Linked DNA regions of Mus musculus: region 1 is linked to region 2. Evidence: chromatin contacts called from public HiChIP or PLAC-seq data. All regions are on one chromosome and are shown on one strand. The core of a region is the stretch at or near the end of the contact, and the rest is flanking DNA. Distances in the headings are between cores, read along the strand shown. Region 1 overlaps Gm33646 (a long non-coding RNA gene). Region 2 overlaps Tox (thymocyte selection-associated high mobility group box).

Region 1 (3,026 bases), core at 70-2,569, 280 kb after region 2:
TGAGTGTTATGAGTCAAATATAAGCTTAGGTTTTTAGTATAATAAAGAGTATACTCTCTATCGAGTCTAATCTTATTTTCTCAAATCCCAATACTCAGGGGTAGAGGCAGGATGATAAGAAATTTAAGGCCATCCTTAGCTACAGATAAAATTGGATGCTAGCCTATGCTACCAAATACTTTCGTGAGGGAGAGTAAAACATGGGAAGATGGTGAACAGTGCTTATGGTGTAGTGCCTTGTAAAACTGCCAACCTCTTTCTACTGATTGCAGGAAAAGGCAGTCACATGTGCAATTACTTACTTGTCTTATTTGTTTAGAGTAGACTAGAGGTGTCTGCCATCAATCATTACCTTTGGTTCCTACTTTGTTCTTTTCAGCCTTATGCAATATGCAGCTTTGATCACACCATGTTTTATCTCTAACTTGGTCACAGCAGAGAGTCTCCCTTACCAATCAGATCTCCCCCACCCCCTTCTGGCTCATCTCAACTTATTTGGGTCTATTACTGTATTCTTACCTTTAACAGTATCTGTGTTTTTGTAACAGTTTATATTCTCTCTAATGCATTAAATAACTTCATAAGAACCAATGCCTTCTGATATACAATGTGGTTCTCTTGTTTCACTGCTTCTCTGGATGGGAATTGTTTGTTTTTGTTGTTTTTGTGTTCTTTTAGCAAGGGCTCACAATGTTGTCCATGCTTGCCTGGAAGTCTAAATCTGCTTACCTCTTCCCTTGGCCTTCTGAGTGCTGGAATGAAAGGTATAGATCACTAAATCTGGGAGGTGGGCTGTGCTATGTGACTATGCTCTAACACTTCATTTCTGTCTACCTTCCACTACGGAATGAATTCCACTATCAAATGACTGTGCATCATGCTTTAGGTCCACCACATGTTCTAGTGCCCAGGCTCTAGCTCGCTCTTGAATCTCACCTCTCAGAATTATTCATAATTTCTCAATACTTCAGTCCTGACACTTGATTCTATAGTGCTCTTCTCTTACAGACAGATCTCAATATACTTTCTTTTGTCGAGAGCAGTCTATTCTCTCCTGTTTTTCTATACACAAAGCTGTATATTTTTTAAGATTAGGAATGCAGCACACGGCCTTGTACAAGCTAAGTAAGTGGTCTATCACTGAGTTCCATCTCTAATCTAGGCAAACATTTGTACCATTTGTACTGCAAGCTTTCCTTCAGTACATCGAATTTTATGGGCACATTGTTAAAATTTCTGGTGGTTTCATAATTCTCTATGTCATCCACATGTTTACACAGTAACTTCTATCACTATGAAACTTGGCTGCTGGTCTCATTGGGATCAGTATGTGCATGTACACAGAGCTTATCTTTCCTAATAGCAGTAACCCAATATTTACTGAACATATCACATGTCAGAAATTGTTTATCTATGGCATAAGCATTCACTCATTTAATTCTCGTGAGCATCGAATGAGTTCACATCCACCCACAGAGAAGGCTAGTACTCAAATGAGAAAGTCCAATTTCAGACTTGGACCTCTTCAAATTGTGGCTTCATTAGCTCTTTTGTGGCTGCCTGTGGAAGGGCTCATGCTGACACCCACAGGACTCAGTTTTCTTGTGATGACAACATGAATACAAGCTGTCCCCTTCTTAGCCTGGATGGTCCAGTCCTACTTGGTAAACCAGGTACTCCAATTTGATTGGTCACTGTAGTCTTCAGTACTGAGTGTGGCAGGAGAGTTATCATGAACAAGACATGGAGCTGCTTCCAATGTTGCTGGTCAGAATCCTATAAGTCAAAACTCCACTGTAATCTGCCATGGCCAACCATCCATATTAATACTAACATGTGACATGTTAGTATTTTGTAGTAAAGTTGGCCTAAGGCCAAAAGGAATTTGGGGAGATGAGGGAATGGTATGCTGACAGTGTCTTGTATGCAGTGCTGGATTGATTCTAGGGTGTTTCATGCATGCTAGGCATCCTGTCTACAGCTGATCACTGGGAACCACATTTTAACATTTTTTTTTTTTTTACCATATAGGTCCAGCACCTTGCCTAGACTGATCTGAAACTCCCTATGTAACCCAGGTAGGCATTGAGTTGTGAGCTTTCTGCCTCAGTCTCCCAAGGTTCTGGCATAACAGGCTACCATAATCAGGCCTCCAGTTTGTTAATAATTGAGTAGACTAGATTGATTTTGATTCTAGAGTTAAAGAGGAAATAAAGAGTCTACATGACCCCACGGGATCTGAAGCATTTTCTGCGGCTCCACACAGAGAACATTGTGTGCCGTAAACTTGTCTTGCTGGGTTCTTCCTTCTCTGAACATTTTTAGCTTGTATCACAAAAACTAACTGCAGTGTGTGTGTGTGTGTGTGTGTGTGTGTGTGTGTGTGTGTCTCCATGGCCATTTTTAAGTTTGAAAGTTTTTTTCATATATTTTGCTTTTGACTTTGTGCAGCCTCCAAAGCTCCACACGGTTGAGAGGAGAATGATGCATCCTTTAGTTTTTGCCCCTTCCTAACATGCCTAGTTCTTAATGTACGCGTTGTTCGAAGAGGCAAGTGTACTTGGAGTATATCCCTGATGCTCATGGAAGTGAGTTAAGTTAAATTCGTTGTGTTAGTTTCTCCCTGAATCATGAATTCTGTCTTAGCTTGTGATGGTGACTACAGGGAAGCACTAGTACTAGATGTCATAAACTACCTAACACATTTGCTCAGAGATCTCAAAGTTAAAATTTGCTGACAGGGTGGGTTTCTAACAAGGCCTCCGCCTAACTTGCAATAGCCATCTTCCTATAGGCCATGAGTAAAAGTCCATGCCTGATATCATGAATACGCTTTCTTTATCAGCATAGCACAAATAAAGGAGGACCCGTGTAAACCTCATGTGATGCTAATTTACTCTGTACAAGTCTCTAAATATAGTCAGTGAAGTGAGGGCTTCAAAATTGGAATACGAGGGAGGATAATTCAGTTACAACAAATGTTAAAGGATAATTCTTTTGAATGTTCCATAGGTAGACTGTGATAT
Region 2 (2,700 bases), core at 150-2,649:
AAACTCTCATATATTCATCTTTGCTAAGATGGAATATAGATCGAGTCCCGCCCTCCCCCTCACCTCCATGACTTCCATTGCTGCAAAAATGTATTCACTTGCTGTACAGTAATTAACAGCTCTTGACTGGAAAGCTGCCAGCATGTACAACGTGACACTCTTCCTTTGAACACTAACAAAGTGCATAAGTAATTTATGTTGGATTAAATATCCCTAACAGGGACCCTTAAGTAACCCAATCACTTTAAACAGGCTCCACATGCATGCTCCTGAGCACTGAAAATGTCAGACAGTGATAACCCACTAATAGCACAATTCTAACTATATTCCAGCCATTAGCATTTTATGACATCAATCCTCATTAAACCTGGCAAGGAAAAAGATACTAATGTTTCCCAATTTTACAGCCAAGGTGGAGAGAAATCGAGAAAATGTAGACAGGTGCTGTCTCCCAAAAAGGATTAACATTTTTTAAAATGTGGTAGCAATTTTCTGTTAGTACCTTTGTTTGCACTGAAAGAGAGACAACAAAGAGGTAATGGCTACAAGGACCTCGATGGAATCCAGCCAAGAGCGAAAGAAAAGGCTGGTATTTCAGCCATTGTGCGCACTGCTAAAGCACTGTGCCAACTCATCTTCCAAGCCATTATATGAAATTTAATTTAACCTGCTATGCAATTAATTCAGATGTTCAGCCTATTTTTCTCATGGCAGAATCCCTCACACAATGCCTTATTTAAATATTAATCAGTCCTCTTTCAATTAGGACTAATTTGCTTCACAGGGTTTCTCTCATCTTCTGATTGCAGGAAAATGGAGGTAACTTGCAACGTTTGAGGATAATTAACATGGTATTTTTATAATACTGATACATCAAATGGGACCTTAATGAACCCCGCTGATTCCATTTAGTAAAGCATGCCTCAAAGTTATAATCAAGAGGGAAGCCATTGCCATCTGTTTAAAATACTAAGGAGCACAATTTAAACACAAAATGCTTATTTCTCTAAACTGTCTATTGGAGAGGTCTGCAAAAGTCATTTTTCTAAGCAAACTAATTGTACAGTATTTTAATTTGAACCTTTTATTGCACATATACAAAACAGTGACATCTTAAGATGTAGGGGCCCTATTTAATTAAATGTTGACAACCACAGAAATAAGTAATGTTTGTTAACGTTACTTTTTAAAAGCCTGCTGCAGTTACTGCTAACGCAACGGCAATGTGTGCTCACAAGCTGTACATCTCTAATGATTTCAATCGTCCACAACTTTCACCTTAATATTGGAAGAGCTTTTTTGAACAAAAGTCACCGACATTCTGTGAAGTAGAGACAGCACACGCTGTACTTTGGTTCTCACGTCACAAGGTAAACAGGTGAATGTTTACACACGGCCGGTTGTTGTTGAAGTGTTCCATCTGCTTCCAGGCAGGTCGAAGGTCAATGTTTTAGGCTTTGCTCTGTTGTTCTGGAGTTCCTTGGTAACATCCAGGTTTGTGAGACCATTGGCTCCCAAAGTCCTTATCGAAGTACTCAACTTGCTCCAATGGTAATAAAAGATGATCAATAACAGATTGCTTCTTTACAATGTTGACACTGGTCACAAGGATATCCTCTGTTAATATGCGGAAACGTAGGCAATACCTGTGCGTGCTCAACATGTGAATCCCAGTCTTTCCTCAGGGTTTTTTTTTTTTTTACTCCAAACAGAAATCTCTTAGACCAGAATGCCTGCAGCTAGAGTATCAGGTAAGTGTGTAAGGTATATTCACCATATACAAGATCTACGAGAGGTTCTCTGAGTACAGGGTACACTAGGATATAAAATACGTCCCAATTCAGCATGAAGGGTGAAAAGGAGATTCAATGGATATGGGGAGAAAAGGAAAAACAAAAAACAAAAAAAAACAAAAAACAAAAAAAACAACCGCCCCACCTTGTTGATTACCAACCAGCTTGACTGGAAAAGTGGGACCAGGTTGAGGCATTACAGATAATAAAAACCCATGACTGAAGTTATGATATTTCATTATTCTTAGCAGTAAACAGAAACCAACTGTTCCGAAACCTCGATGTCATGTTCCAGAAGCTTATCATTCTAGTGTATGCACAGCAGTGGTTGTGACTCACCTAGACCAAACATCTCAAGCCATTACGCATGTCAGTAAAGTTCTTATGTTCTCTAACTTCACACTCCAGTGCACTCCCTGTCACAGGCACTGTCTGTACTCTTATGAGTTGGTGAACAGAAAAGAGACAGGCCTCTGATCTCAGCCATCTTAAATTCTAGTGGGGATAAACTGTTGATTCAAATAGTAAGCAGTACAAGGAATATTTTCCAGCCACACAGATTCAAAGGGAGTACAAAGGCGCAGGAAAGATGAGGTATAAACAGGAGAAGGTTCAGCAAACCAAACTCCTGGAGAGCCAAGGAAGGCCTCTCTGAGGAAGTGGCCTTGTCTCCAGGAAGACTTCTGGGAGTGGGGAGACTGGGATCTTGACTCTGGATGAAACATGTTGTTGAATGTAGTTACCATGAAAAAAGAATGCATAAATAAGCCAGAGGGAAATATGAAAGGGGGTTGGGAAAATAACGGAGGGCAACAAAACTCACAGGCTTGAATTCAAGAAACCAAGTTGATTCCCCCAACCCCTTGGTGCAAGGAAATTGGGGCCTAAAAGTCATCCAGCAATTTCA

What was found. HiChIP or PLAC-seq counts read pairs in DNA pulled down with a chosen protein or histone mark.
Region 1: an H3K27ac HiChIP or PLAC-seq map of hepatocytes shows a contact between it and region 2, with 6 times the contacts expected there. The contact joins two enhancer-like sites. A contact is called at or near these places in 1 of 39 promoter capture datasets (liver), 9 of 484 Hi-C or Micro-C datasets (the MNK3 cell line, forebrain, group 2 innate lymphoid cells and 1 more) and 3 of 115 datasets of contacts at active chromatin or transcription factors (hepatocytes, memory CD8 T cells and pancreatic cancer cells).

What each region holds. Positions count from the first base shown.
Region 1 is chr4:7,195,447-7,198,472 of GRCm38.p6, forward strand. It overlaps Gm33646 (a long non-coding RNA gene), which reads left to right. Exons shown (of 6, transcript XR_390373.1): 2 at 2,032-2,078. Among named protein-coding and RNA genes, the nearest start is that of Gm33646, 4.8 kb to the left of the region's middle. Within about 2 kb of position 1,320, at least 3 of the 459 cell types and tissues checked have an H3K27ac peak or open chromatin away from gene starts, as enhancers often do. A contact at or near this core is called in hepatocytes, where this site is marked.
Region 2 is chr4:6,912,967-6,915,666 of GRCm38.p6, forward strand. The region is part of intron 1 of Tox (thymocyte selection-associated high mobility group box); the gene reads right to left. Among named protein-coding and RNA genes, the nearest start is that of Tox, 77 kb to the right of the region's middle. Within about 2 kb of position 1,400, at least 49 of the 459 cell types and tissues checked have an H3K27ac peak or open chromatin away from gene starts, as enhancers often do. A contact at or near this core is called in hepatocytes, where this site is marked.